Regions from separate parts of the Zea mays genome. Here regions 1, 2 and 3 are each linked to region 4. The links are chromatin contacts, called in public Hi-C maps. All regions are on one chromosome and are shown on one strand. The core of a region is the stretch at or near the end of the contact, and the rest is flanking DNA. Distances in the headings are between cores, read along the strand shown. Region 1 holds the start of LOC103646546 (protein LAX PANICLE 2). Region 2 holds the start of LOC100272373 (Serine carboxypeptidase-like 46). Region 3 holds the start of LOC100502219. Region 4 holds the start of LOC100277645.

Evidence for each region. A called contact is a pair of places that touch in the nucleus more often than the background predicts.
Region 1: a contact with region 4 is called in a Hi-C map of leaf mesophyll, with 2.9 times the contacts expected there. The contact joins the promoter of LOC103646546 here to the promoter of LOC100277645 in region 4. A contact is called at or near these places in 2 of 25 Hi-C or Micro-C datasets (bundle sheath and leaf mesophyll).
Region 2: a Hi-C map of ear shows a contact between it and region 4, with 4 times the contacts expected there. The contact joins the promoter of LOC100272373 here to the promoter of LOC100277645 in region 4. A contact is called at or near these places in 3 of 25 Hi-C or Micro-C datasets (bundle sheath, ear and tassel).
Region 3: a Hi-C map of ear shows a contact between it and region 4, with 4 times the contacts expected there. The contact joins the promoter of LOC100502219 here to the promoter of LOC100277645 in region 4. A contact is called at or near these places in 5 of 25 Hi-C or Micro-C datasets (bundle sheath, ear, leaf and 1 more).

The regions. Positions count from the first base shown.
Region 1 is chr2:66,235,665-66,239,230 of Zm-B73-REFERENCE-NAM-5.0, reverse strand. It overlaps LOC103646546 (protein LAX PANICLE 2), which reads left to right and starts at 2,247. Exons shown (of 4, transcript XM_008671270.4): 1 at 2,247-3,329. The coding sequence starts at 2,275.
Region 2 is chr2:66,214,787-66,218,166 of Zm-B73-REFERENCE-NAM-5.0, reverse strand. LOC100272373 (Serine carboxypeptidase-like 46) reads right to left here and starts at 1,749. Exons shown (of 8, transcript NM_001156555.2): 1 at 1,358-1,749; 2 at 44-145. The coding sequence starts at 1,628.
Region 3 is chr2:66,023,673-66,027,329 of Zm-B73-REFERENCE-NAM-5.0, reverse strand. It overlaps LOC100502219, which reads right to left and starts at 1,700. Exons shown (of 10, transcript NM_001363235.1): 1 at 1,446-1,700; 2 at 320-925. The coding sequence starts at 881.
Region 4 is chr2:65,757,814-65,761,388 of Zm-B73-REFERENCE-NAM-5.0, reverse strand. LOC100277645 reads left to right here and starts at 1,740. Exons shown (of 4, transcript NM_001374032.1): 1 at 1,740-2,029; 2 at 2,122-2,193; 3 at 3,478-3,558. The coding sequence starts at 1,837.

The DNA of each region.
Region 1 (3,566 bases), core at 998-3,497, 480 kb before region 4:
CCTAATAGAAGAATATACTATAGGGAATAGGGATCACGTCCCATTGCCATATCTGAACAAAAGGTTACAATATGCGAGTGTCATCATACGATCGCACCTTTCGTGTGTTGCGTGTAAAAATAATTAAAAATATTATCTTCAACAGCTTATCTATCTCTATCTTTATATTTATATTTTACTTTTTAACAGTACAGTCTATAATATAAACAATATTTCAAGTGACCATATGAATTAACTGACGAAGACGGACACATAGATATACCATGGTCATGTCAAATAGAGCTCCAACCTTCTAGCTGGGAGACTCACGTTCTGTTATTGAAGAATATTTTTTCTATTTTTATTAGTTTCATCGTACATATCACTTCACTTATGTATATCTTTTTTTCTCTACTATATGAAACACCAGTTTTCTCAATTATATCGTTGTTTTACGTCAGCTTCTCTCTCCCCCTCCCCGCTTTACGTGGAAGTTTAAAACTTAGTTACTAACTTCACATTTATTTCACCTAACAAATATTTTGTTTTTTTGTTAAAACAATCTATTTATATAATATAATAAAACTGTAACAATCCACGTGAATCCGACCAGTAGTTTCTAAGGTGGGAACGAAACTTTTTTTTTTTGCACGCGCTAAAATATTTGCTGAAGATTCTAGATGGAAAATACAATCACCAACCCAAAAAACTAGAATTCAAATTGTCATTGTGAAAACTTCATGATTTAGCTGTTTTTTGAAAGTCGTCCCTACCAATCTCCACAAATTAATGATTTTTTCGCAAAACTAGAATGTTCCGAAAAGAAATTAAAACCATACCAAACTAATGATATAACCTAAAAATCAGGGGATTTGTCGTTGTCAAGATTGTAGCGACCTAATGGTTAGGGGAGAAAATGAAGGTAAACACGAAAATTATTACAGTTTTTATATTTTTGGAAATAAAATAGAAAACAATAACTCCGGAAACGGAAACGACATCAATAATTCAGAAACATCAAAAATGAAAGTTCGATAACCAGTAAAAATCATAACATGTACTCTTAATTGACTTCAAAAATTCATACAAGTCTTACATTCACATAAAAATTAGTAATAATATATAAATATTTACAAATTCATGAATATTAAAGCATATCTCACAAAACATTAAAGCAATATCTCAGAAATACAAGTGACAAACACATACATATAGCTAGAAAGTCAACATAATGGGTATCATCCTTATCTTTCAGGCCCTCGTGTAAATTATGAATATATGTATCAAGATTAAGAATTAGAAAGAAACTATAAATAAGATCTATAAAAGTTTCAAACAACTATAAACAATATAGCATTAGATAGATCTTGATTTAGAAAATTAATAACATTAGTTTCAATTTTTTTAAGTTAAGACCAATATTTATTATCAATTTACAAAGATTTAATATTATTCTAAGCATTAGGTTCCATGGTAAAATATCCAATAAACATGGTAATTTTTGAAAAACGATAGGAAGAGATACAGATTGTTTTTGTTTTCAATTTTTTCTACCGATTTCGTTTCTATATTTTCAGTAATCATTTTTGTTTAGCCTTAAATTTTAGTAAAATTCTGAAAAATTTTCCAGTAACCGAATCGTTTTCAATCCTAGTGTGCCATCTTCCAACCGTTGTTTTAATTTGTTCCTCCAATCCTTCTAATGTTGTGTAGGTCTCACTTATCAATAACTTGTAAAAGTGTGATAGATTTTCTTAGATATGTTACAGTTGTGATGTAGAATTTGAGTGCTTAATCTTACGTAAGTGTGACAGAAAATTATAGTAATTTTTGGCACTTCAATACAACCAAACAGGTTTGTTCCTTTGCAGACACATTTTTTGTCCAGCAATAGCGTGTCGTGGTTGGATTTGCAGAAGCGCCGCCACGTCGCCGCAGCGGCGCTCCGGCCGGCCACGCACGCCGCTGGCCGTGCCGAAAGCCAGCAAGGCAAGGAAGCACAAGTCCCGTACGACCAGCGCAGCGCAGGGCGGCTCGCCGGAGACGACGCGACCCGGGAAAGCAACGCCGGTCGCGGGCGGGGCGGCTACATCATGGTGTTACCACGTAAGCCCCCCAGCCCGCGGGCCTCCACGTCTTCCAAAAAACACCCTGAGGAACGGTGGTTTTGCGTTGCAGCGCTCTGGGCTTCGGACGCACGGCCCCTGCCGTTCCTTTTGTCCCCGCAGGGGTGGGGGGCCCAAAAGTAAATCCTGCTCTCCCCTCCTTCTCTCTCTCTTGCCGCGTCGAAGCTATATGTGCTCGCCTCCGAGGTCTTCTCTCTCTAACATCTCTCCTCCTCTCCTTGCTGCCCCGTGCCATGCTGCTACTGCTCCCTCCACTCTTCCACCTCTAGCAACTTCTTCCGCTCCTCCCCTCTCTCCAGCTCGCTCTCTCTCTCTCCCCTCGCATCTCATCTCCTGTTGTAGTCCACATCCACACGAGCGGTCGTCGCGTCCGCGCGCGGTCAGCCGCCTCCGGTCGCCCCCAGCAAGGAAGGACCGCCAAAAAGGAGCGAGTGCACAGGAGCTAGCGAGGCGCGCGGCGGCCGAGCCGGGTCGGCCGGGCGGATGGAATGAGCCGGCGGCAGCCCGGATGGTCCCGGCTCGGAACCTGCAGCCGCTCGCCCGCGACGCACATGCCACGCCCTGCGCCGCCGCCGCAGGCCTCGGCGTGACGCCGACGGCGCCCATGGCACAGGAGCCCATCGACAAGCACCACAGCGAGCCGACCAAGCCTCCGCCGCCGCCGCAGGAGAGGCAGGCGGACCAAGACACGCGCCGCCACGCCCACGCCTACGGGGAGCAGCAGCAGCGGACGCTGCGGCCGCTCCAACCCGCCGGCGTCCACCACCAGGAGGCCGCGGGCAGCAGCGGGAGCAGCAGCAACGGCGGGGCCGGGGACTGGCTCCGGCTCGGCCTCTCCCCGGCGTCCCCCAGCGCCGGCGGAACGCAGCCCGGCCTAGTCTTCGCAGACCGCGCGGCGGGGCCGCCGTTGCTGCTGTCGTCGCAGCCGCAGACGCGGACGGCATCGGAGGCGCTACGGCCGGGCATGGGCGTGGCACCGGGACCATTCCTGCACCAGGCCGCGCCCGGCATTCCGCAGGCGTCGATAACCCTGCCCGTGCCGCGCGCGGGACCTCCTTGGCTGCCGCCGTGGAGCCCCTCCGCGGTGGCGCCGCCGCTGGTCCCCTTCGGGAACCGCGCGTTCTACACGCCCGGCGCCGCCTCCGGGCTCGACGCCATCAGGGTGGTCCTGCCGCCGTCGGCCGTCGCCGGCGTCTGGTTCGCGCTCCAGGCCGCGCCGCACCAGTGAGTGTTGCACTAGTAGTAACCAACCATGCGAGCATTTCATGTGCGCTGTTGTGTTCATCTATATCACCTCTCTCCTCCCTCTCGATCCCTCCGGACACCACCGTCGGTGGATGGATCCCATGAATCCCTGCAGAATGTGGCGCGTTCTCGAGCATTTATTTTTTCGTTGAATCGCTTGTTACTTTTGGGCGTTGTTTTGAACTCGATTATTTATCCTCTTTCACTCGCTCTTTC
Region 2 (3,380 bases), core at 500-2,999, 460 kb before region 4:
CCATTTGGTATAGCTACCGCAACATACAAGAAGAAACGCTCACCTTTGTTCCAGCTGTACTCGTTCCTCGTTAGCGCATTGCCGCTAGGCCTGAACGGCCCATTCTCTGAGAACGCCCCCACTCCCACGGATGAGCACCCAGGCCCTACACTCACATGCATGTGGGAACCATTCAGCATAATCTCTCTCCAAGAAAAACAAACAAAACATTGCGTTGGTAGCAGAACACAAAACAAAACAAAGAGAGGGACAGTAGGGGGACAAGGAGGTCATCCTGATAAGAATCCTAGAGGGAATCTGATGATCTCATCCAGTCATCCTACACGGCCTCACTATAAAGAACTAAAGATGTTTATGGAGCCTTTTTTGCTTTCCTATTTTGCAAATGTTCTTATTTTTCACAAGTCCAACTGGAATAGTTTCTTAAAATTTTAAATCACGAGCCCACTTTTAGCTCTCTATTTATGTCTGTTACTATGGGAAAAAAAATTTAGACCTTTTTATAATGTTTGTTTTGGGAGTAGGGACTGAACAAGACAAAATACTTGGTCACAGGTGCACTTGCACTGAAACCTGAGCTCTCCCCCCTTCTCCTGGGAGAATCCATGAAATAGCACTTGTTTGAGACGGCGTTCACGAAATAGCATCCGATTTCAAGTAATTCATAGAATAGCACTTGTTTTACCAAATTAATTCAGAAAACAACACTCTATCTATATTTTGCATTCTTTTATTGCTTACCTCACATACAAATGGACCAAATTACCCCTATTTATCACAAACTTCTTTTTTTATCTCTTATGTCCATAAGAACAACATAAATAAATAAAATATATAACCTCTATTTTTATAGTGTTAAACATACAAATAGACACATATGTTTTATGAACGAAGAAGTCTATATTTAACTATTAAATTTAGAACCAGGTATCTTCGGTCGTCGAACTTTTAAAATTAGACATATTTGGTCCATTAAACACTATAAAAATAGAAGTTATATATTTTATTTATTTATGTTGTTCTTATGGACATAAGAGATAAAAAAGAAGTTTGTGATAAATAGGGGTAATTTGGTCCATTTGTATGTGAGGTAAGCAATAAAAGAATGCAAAATATAGATAGAGTGTTGTTTTCTGAATTAATTTGGTAAAACAAGTGCTATTCTATGAATTTCTTGAAATCGGATGCTATTTCGTGAACGTCGTCTCAAACAAGTGCTATTTCATGGATTCTCCCCCCTTCTCCTTCATCCCCATCCACAGCACAGCCACACAGGCAGCAGGCAATAATGCTGCAGCAGCATGCACAGCGCAGTGACAAAAGGTATGCTGTGCCGACAATCAAGGTGGAAGTTTACCTCCATTGAGCCAGAGCACGAGCGGCTTGGCCGCCGGATCCGCCTCCGCCTCGGCGAAGTAGTAGAAGAGGGAGCGCTTCCCCGCGGCGTCCACCGGGATGTAACCGGAGTACTGTGCGAAGCCCACCGGCGGCTGCCCCGGCAGGGCGCTTATCTTGTCCTCCTCCGCCGCCGCCTGCGCCGAGACGCTCCAGGCGTCGCCGAGGAGCAGCACAGCTGCGCACGCCACCGCTGCAGCAATGGTGGCGGCGTCCCTGCTGCGCCCCTGCATGTTGGTTCGGCTGTGGGAGATAGTGGAGAGAGAGAGAGGAGGAGGAGGAGGAGGCCAGGGGAGGGGAGTGAGTCAGTGAGCGAGTGAGCGCTGCAGGGTGCAGCTGCAGGCACAGGGCGGTGAGAGTGAAACCGATACAGTACATGGCAATAAATAGGTCTGATATGTGTAGGTGGTGAAGTGGGTGGACATGCTTGCTTAAGTTATCTTCGTTCAGAGTTTAATACGAGTAATTATAGCTAACAGTGGAATCTATGATATTGTCATTTCGTATATAGCTAACTAAAAATATATACTGATATAATAACCCTTTAATGTTATAATATTTATATTCAATAATGTGTCTACCATTTTTTCTATCGTAAATTGTCTTGAGTCCGTAAACAATCCGCTTTCAACTAGCTACCCGTGAACAACCCGATTTTCTTCTCTCTATGTTTCTCTTCCTTCCGCGTCACATAAATCTGACATAACATCTTTTACAGTCCACCTACGACACCTTATTATATTTGTTTTTAGTGGCAACATGGTGTGTAGTTTAGTGTTCGTTGTGCACTAATCTGTTTCATAGATTCCGGCAGGCTTGCTGTGTTTTTTTACCTCTTGCTCATTGCCTCATTGCAGTAAACAGCGACCTGATCTTGGCATACCATGGTGGGTGCACGCCAGGGGCAATGTTTCAGGTTTCCATGCACTTGTCACTGCATTTCCGTAGACGTCAAATAAGCTTATTTGAAACAGAGGAAGCAGAGAAAACACTCCTACAAGATCTTTTTTAAAAAAAAGAGAGAAAAAAATTTGGGGGCGAAGCTTGTAAACCTTAGGAAACACATATGGAAACACCATTTTAATGCAAAAGGCATTTGACAAGATGTCTAGAAACCGTTAAGCAGGCCATGGTTTATTATATCATAATCTCGATCTATTACCTAACGCTCAGGGCTCTCTCGGTGGCTCCTTTTCTGGCTCTTCGTGAAGCCATACCAAACGGTCTTAAAAAAAACGGCTCCTCACCGAGAGCCATCAAAGAGCCAGAGCCGTTTTTGCTATTAGAAGCCGAAGCACGAGAAAATAAGCTTCTGCCGGCTCCTTCTATCCGGCACACAATAATATTTTACGAAATTACAGCCTCTGCCACCGTCTCCTCGTCAGAAGCTGTTTTATCAAATGAATTGCAAAACGGCTCTGACTCTTCTAGAGAAGCCAAGAAGCCAGAGGAGCCATAGCCGAACCTGTTTTGAGAATAGTAGGAGCCCTGCCAAAGGGGACCTAAGTAGATTTGTTTTTACCAACTTCAGTCATGTACACAAGTGTACTGCATGAGTATGATATGTGCCACGACTTTGATACTTGATAGCATGGCCTCAAAAACAATATTGCGTGTCACGCTAAAAGTTAGATCTCGGCTTACCAGATCGTGTTGGACCGACGTACCAGACATGGTGTAAAGAAGAGGTGGGCACGAAGGTCCATACTACATACTGAACATATCTTTTCGTGTCTTTTTTTTTTGCAAACTGTTTTTTAAAAGAACTTTATATTTTACTAAGGCCGTTGGCAAAACTATCTTTGCGAAAGGGAATTCACGCTAGGACCGCAAAAATAAAAAACAGGGAGTACCTGTACATGTATTACCACCGTAAAGGTCCTTTTAAGACCATGGTATAAAGAGGCCATACGGTTTGTTGTGTGGTTGATCTGGTTTGATCGGTGTGTGTGTAGCCGTAGCGTCTGTCAGGCGTGCTGCGTACG
Region 3 (3,657 bases), core at 451-2,950, 270 kb before region 4:
ATTACAATAAGCTATTATGGTAGTGTTTTCTTTCTACTCAAATCACATAAAGCAGACACCCCTTTTCATTCATATTCCTTAATGAGCAATCACTAAACAAACATACACTGGCATTTTGCATGTCCAGTAAAAAATGGTGAAGAAGAACACAACGCCAACCAGGAATTAAAAATACTAGAATTTATACTGATTTGTTAAAATTAAGGTGTGCTAACAAAGCCCACAGAAAGTATTCAGATAAAACTATAGGTGAAGACATTAACCAAACAAACCTAATAACACAGAATGAACTAACTGTGCAGATAGGTGAAGATAATACCAAGTTGACGAGCTTCTTCAAGGGACAATTCCAATACACGTTTTGCACGAGGTGTGAATGGGATTTCAACAGCCACAAACCCACTGCCACGTCCAATTATCTTCTCGACTTCAACTCGGGCATCCTTAAGATTGATTCCCATAGACTTCAGAACCTTCGCCGCAATACCCGTGCCCTCACCAATAAGCCCCAGCAAAATCTGCTCTGTCCCAACAAAGTTATGTCCCAGGCGCCTTGCCTCCTCCTGTGCAAGCATAATCACCTTGATTGCTTTCTCAGTGAAGCGCTCAAACATGGCACGAACCACCCCTCTTGAGGCTGATCCACGCGGTCTTGCAATCTGACTTGCCACGATCGATCCAAAGTCACGCTTGATCACGGACCTCGTGTCTAAAAAGTTTGTCTGACGCAATCCTTGGAAACCACCAAGAGTAAGAGTCCTTGTTGGCATATTTCGCACCATTGTAGCATTGGTTCTGGCCCTTGCACGCACACGGAACCGACCTGAGCTGCTTCTGTAAACGGTTGGAACAACCGCAGACTGAACTAGAGTGCCCTCCATGCTGAACTAGGAAAAGGCAATCCCAGGTCTGTATCTACCAAGCCCTGCAAATTTGCAAAAGGAAAAGTAAAACTGTAAATATCACAAAAATGACAACCCCATACTGAAACGACTACATGTCTCGAACAGATCATATTTCGTCTAAACGACTCTACAGCCTCTGTGTGCCGACACAGGCGTACACGCTTACATGTCTCGAACAGATCATATTTCCTCTAAACAGAATCACACATCGACCCCCCCACCACACACACACACACCAAAAAAAAATAACCGCCGTTCAACGAAACAGAGACGAGAGATATGGTTGCTGGTTGAGGCCACAAGACGCGCTCTAAATCGTATCAGTGGACCATCCTCCAGTGGGCAACATCTAGCCTAAGCGACGCCACAGCAGCCATCCGCGCTACCCACTAGGAAAGCACCCGCGTTTTCGCCGCGCGGGTCAGCCAGGGAATGAGACGGTGGGACCAATTACATCCAACAAGCCCTCACTCCCAACCACGACGCGCCGACAGACACCCTTCACAAATTCGGACGGGGAAATGGGAACGGGGAGATTACGGCGCCGAGTTTCGTCTCCCAGAGAGGGGTCGTGGAACGCGCGGCAGCGGAAGCGTCCCGACCCTGCGCCGGCGTCCGGCGAGGAAGGCGCACCCTAGGCAGGGGAGGAGGTGGCAGGGGAGGAGGTGGCAGAGGAGACCAGAGGTAGGGCTAGCTGCCTGCCGCGTGGGAAATGGGAATGGAGGGGGGGGCAGAGGTCAGAGGAGGTCAGGAGGATAAGGAGAGGAGGAAGGCGGCGAGAGCTTGCGCTATTGCGCTGCATCGGTGGAGTGGGTCGCACGTTACCCCCTCCCAACATGGGCTTTTTCTCTTTCTTGTCTTTGCCCGCGTGTAACAGCCCACTTAGCCCAACGACGGCCCTAGTTTGTGCGAGACAATTGCCGTTATGAAACAACAGACAAGCGGTTTCGACAAATTGGAGGTGTTGCCGATGGCTTCTCTGTTTTGGAGACGCAGGCAACAGGCAAACTCCAAAATAGATACGAGACAGTCAATAGGAGCTGAGCAAACAGAGATTAGTCTCCTTTCGCCATTACCGTCGCCGTGCTCACACGCCGTCTGCGTCGTATTCTTCTCTCCGTCGCGGACAGCTTTTGCGCCGCGGACAACTCTTGCGCCGCTCCGCGGACAGCTCTTGCGTCTCCTCTGCGTCTGGCTGCCCCGTCGCCGGACATGGCAAGCATCAGACGGGGCGGCAGCTCCGTGACCGAGACAATCACCCAGGCATCGCAGCAGCATCAGTCGCGGCTGGACGACGACCAGCTGGCGGAGCTGCAGGAGATCTTCCGGTCCTTCGACCGCAACGCCGACGGCAGCCTGACGCAGCCGGAGCTGGGCTCCTTGCTCCGGTCCCTGGGCCTGACGCCCAGCGCCGACCAGCTCGACGCGCTCATCACCCGTGCCGACACCAACTCCAACGGCCTCATCGAGTTCTCCGAGTTTGTGGCGCTCGTGGCCCCCGACCTCCTCCAAGACCGGTCCCCTTACTCCGAGGACCAGCTCCGCAAGCTCTTCGACATCTTCGACCGCGACGGCAACGGGTTCATCGCCGCGAGATCGAGGTTGCGGCCCACCGTGTCCGACTCCACGAACACCTTGCACTGCCCGGGCTCCAGCCCGCCGAGCTCGAGCTCGGCGGAGTCCTGCTGCTGCTGGCTGCCGTCGCCCCCGAGCCACGGCGGCCGCTCCGACGACGCGGCCTTGGTCGGGCTGGTCTGGATGACGCCGGATCCCCCCGAGCCCTCCGAGGCGTTGGGCCCCTTCTCGGCGTTCCAGCACGTGGAGCTGTTGCCGGTCGCCGCTGGGGAGGTTGCGCCGCTGCGGTTCATCTGCTGCTCGGTTAGTATCGTGCGTCCGAAGAGCACTAGCCCCGCCGGCTCGGCGTCGGGCTTCTGCCTGTTGGCACCCGTGGATGGAGGAGCGCACGGGAAGTCGTCGTCGTCGCGCGCCGCCGCCGGCGCGCCTCCGATGGTCAGGTCCGTGCTGACTCTTGCCGGGATCGGGGTTTGCGACCGTGGCTATCCTCCTCCTCGTCCCCGCTCGTCGCGCAACCCGACTCGGGCTCGGGCGGGCGCCACAAGGCTGGTGACGCGACGGTGGCGGCGGCGGCGCCGGGGCAGGGCGCGCTCGCGCAGCCACCGAGGGGGTCACGGAAGCGGACGCGCGCGTCGCGGCGGGCGCCCACGACGGTGCTCACTACCGACACCTCCAACTTCCGCGCCATGGTGCAGGAGTTCACGGGCATCCCGTCCCCGCCCTTCGGCGCTGGCGTCAGGGTCGGGGGGCCCGCCGCGTCGCTCCGCACCCGCTTCGACCACATCTTCTCCCCGCCGTCCTCCCTGCGCTCCACCGCGGACGCCACGGCCTTGCTGCCGCCGTACCTCATGCGCCCTTTCCCACACAAGCTCCCGACGGAGAGAAGAATACGACGCAGACGGCGTGTGAGCATGGCGACGGTAATGGCGAAAGGAGACTAATCTCTGTTTGCTCAGCTCCTATTGACTGTTTCGTATCCATTTTGGAGTTTGCCTGTTGCCTGCGTCTTCAAAACATAGAAGCCATCGGCAACGCCTCCAATTTGTCGAAACCGCTTGTCTGTTGTTTCATAATGGCAATTGTCTCAGTTTGTGCAGGGTGCAAAAAATTATTTCAGTCTGGTTAGGCGAAAATTTGCGAAAGATATCATTTTAACCTCCGCAGCTATTCACAGAGT
Region 4 (3,575 bases), core at 491-2,990:
CACCTGTGTATGTACATGTATCATGTATATATGTGTGCTTCCACGCTCCACGCCACCACTAACTATGAGATTGTGGACCATGCTAGCTGCTCTCCTATATATTTATCCTCCATATGCATGATCCTCTCCTCTCCTCTCCTCTCCTCTGACTGACGATGACATGACGCCGCTCCTATGCCTTGCGTAAGGATGATGGCTTGCTGATGCCCATGCCCCATAAAACGAGCTATGCATTAGAGATACCCAAACGGGCGGCCCGGCCCGGCACGGGCCCGTCAGGCCCGACGGTTAATCGGGCCGTGCCCGGCCGGCCTGGTGGTCGTGCCGGGCCGGCCCGTTTAACGGGTCACGTTCTCCCATTAATTCAAGGAAATAGCAAAAAAACTGCGTTTTTGTGAGGATTTGAACCCGCGATCTCACTCTATGAGGCTGAAACGCTTAACTGAAGGAAACTAACCAGTATAACTCGAGTGCGTTTGTTGTAAATAGCTAATATAAAATGTAAATATATATATACTATGTTTTATAAAATAAAAAATATATAATCGTGCCGGGCCGGGCCGGCACTGCGGGCCGAGACAGCGGCTCAAGCACGGTACGGTTCTCGTACCGGGCCAGGCCCGGCACTATTAAACGGGCCGTGCTTCGGGCCGGCCCGTTAGGCACGGCCCATTTGGCCATCTATACTATGCATGGCTAATATAATGACAACATTATGCATCGCCGGTGCTGTTGAGCATACGCTCGCTTGCTTAAATTAGCCGTAGATCACTAACAAATTCGACTTAACTACTGGTATCACTTGGAAATGGCAAGATATATGCAAATATAAATAGAAAAAAAGCCCCCCTGTCCCTCCCAATATTCAGATGAGATGATGATTTGTTCTATAGATAATGATGGGTACACCTGAGGCCTACAGGTAAAGCAAAGGCCTCAAAGAATATCACATATAGTGGCCTTCTTTAGTTTATTATTGCATGATTCTCTGTCGCCCTTTATTTTGGATAATTAGTATAACTAACTAAGATTACGATGATGCGTGATATATTGTGTTTTATTTCTTTATTTCTCTTTTTTTTAAAAAAAATTCAAGTTATTCCCTTCCCATGAAAGGCGAAAAGGGAAGTATCCAGTAGGAGCGGTTTTGACTAAATCTCCCTCTCTGGGTCCAATCCAAAGATGCATATTTTTTATCGAAACGGTAACGGTTGGGAACAACTACGTGTATATGCGCACAGCGCACTGCACACCCAGCCAATTTGAGACTTCGGAAGAACTTTTCATGGACTCGGCTTATGTTATACAACAATGTGAAAAAATACACTCAAAGTTTATTCGAATACATTTTCTTACATAATTAAAATGGTTAAGAGTTTTTTGTTTATAAAGGTTGCTCTAGTCCTGAAAAGGAGTGGCCCAGTACAAATGGCAAAGAAAGGAGCTCCGGTGCTATCTGGGTTTTTTTTTCTTTCTTTCAAAGGCCCCATCTCTTAGCCCAATGTGCGGCCCAGACCAAACACGAGGACGAAGCAGCCCGTGCCATGAGAAACGCTGCCTGCCATCTCGCCGTGGCTCGTGGCTCGCTGTCTGTTCGCCGAGACATTTGTCAATTTTGTTATTATGATTTATGGATTTCGTAGCATGCCATCGAATACATAAATTATAGATAGATATATTCTCATCATCAATCATAGACACGAGAGACATAATAACATATTACCAACATTGAGAATGGCACCATCGCAAATTTCTCCTGTTCGCCACAACGGCAAACACCGCTCCAGCCGCCTTCGCTGCTGCTCGTGTGTCTCGTGGAAGCTCCGCGGCTGGACCATGGACCCGGACCTGGACCTCGACCTAGACATGGATATGGAGACGCTCGCCGGCGACAGCGGCGGCGAGGCCGAGCGCAACGAAGCCGCCGAGGCCGAGGCTGAGGTGGAGCGGTACGAGGCCGCCGAAGCCGAGGCCGACATCCTCCGCGACCGATTCCGCCTCGCCGTCATCAGCATCGCCACCGCCGAAGGTATGGTAGCATCCTCTCGCGCCTCCCTTCGTTATTGGGAGTTGAAGAGCCCGGAAAAAAGTTCATCGTCTTGGCATGCGGCATCTGCGCAGGAAAGAAGGCCGGAATGACGGTCGCCGACCCCGTTGTTTCCTGCATCGCCGACTTGGCGTTCAAGAGCGCAGGTCCTTCACCCAGCACCCTATCCTTCTGTAACCAGTAACCGCTTGTGCACGTTATTTCTCTTTGATTGGTTGCAAAGTGCTATCCTATTCTGAACCTCTTACGAGTACAATTTATCTCCACCTGTGAGTTGCCAAGTTGACTGCTCCAATAAAATTGGTTTCTGTGGGAAATCAAGTGCTTGGAGTAGACAGGAACTAGTTTCAGTATTTTGCACAGTATGGTTCTTGAAACGAAGAAATGTGCTGAAAGACGAGCGATTCAGTTACATTAAGTTAGCACGCGTTTAGTAGAATATATGCTTGGTGCTGGAGAAAACACGAATGACCAATTATGGGTGCCTGCAACTTTTGATCTCCATCAGGCTTTGATTTGTAAAGGTTGTCATACTTGTGTTAGAGCTCATCATCCCATTTTTTTGTGGAGATAAACCGACAGGATAGTAATTCCTTATAACAATAGTCCACTGGGTTTTGATACTACAACCAAAGAGTTAGTAGTCAGTAGTCACATTCTTCTAAGTTTGTCTACATTCTTAGTCACATTCTTCTAAGTTTGTCTACATCCCAGCATGGCCTACGCGCATGCCCGTGGCAGCATGGCAGTTGCCTGTGCGCGCTTGCCCAACGTGGCGATGGCAAGAATGGCCAGTGTGAGCCCACAAAAGGGGGAAGGAAAGGGGATGAAGAAAAATGCTGCTTGCTCCCATCTATTTGAGGGATTGAGAAAAAAATTAGGAAAAGCTGGAAAGGGGATTGAGAAAGGAGATATGCTGAAGCTGTCTTTTTCATCTCATTCCCTTATATGATAGCTTTTAGGGAAAGGGGGTTGTTTTTCTCAACCTAGTAGAGTTGAAGTTCAGTGACGTCAAAACTTATCGAAGGTCGCCCCACATTATGTCTGCTAAGTGCAAGCTTCACAAATCATACATTCATACTGTTGGAGTGACCCAATATATCCTGGTAGAAAGCAACTGTTGAGCACATAGATCTTGTATCTTAGACCTCTTGCGGAGATTTTTTTTTTTTTTTTGCATTGCCACAAATTAGCGAGCGAATAACTATAGTGATTAGAGATTGTGAAGTAGATGCATTGTGCGTTAGTTGAAAAGCAACAATAGTCAAGCATGGCACTTACTGTACTAGCTAGTAGCTATTGTAAATTGCACGCTTCCAATCCTCTTTTGAGGGAGAGGGAGGGAGGGAGGCTTTGGATCTACATAGATTTGTGTCTGTGAGAACATTATGTATGAATGTTCCATTTGACATCTTCCGTGCAATGTCCAGAGCAGCTAGCAAAGGATGCAGAGTTGTTTGCACAGCATGCCGGTCGCAAATCCGTCAGGATGGATGATGTCATACTCACAGGTACTTGTTTCTGCTGA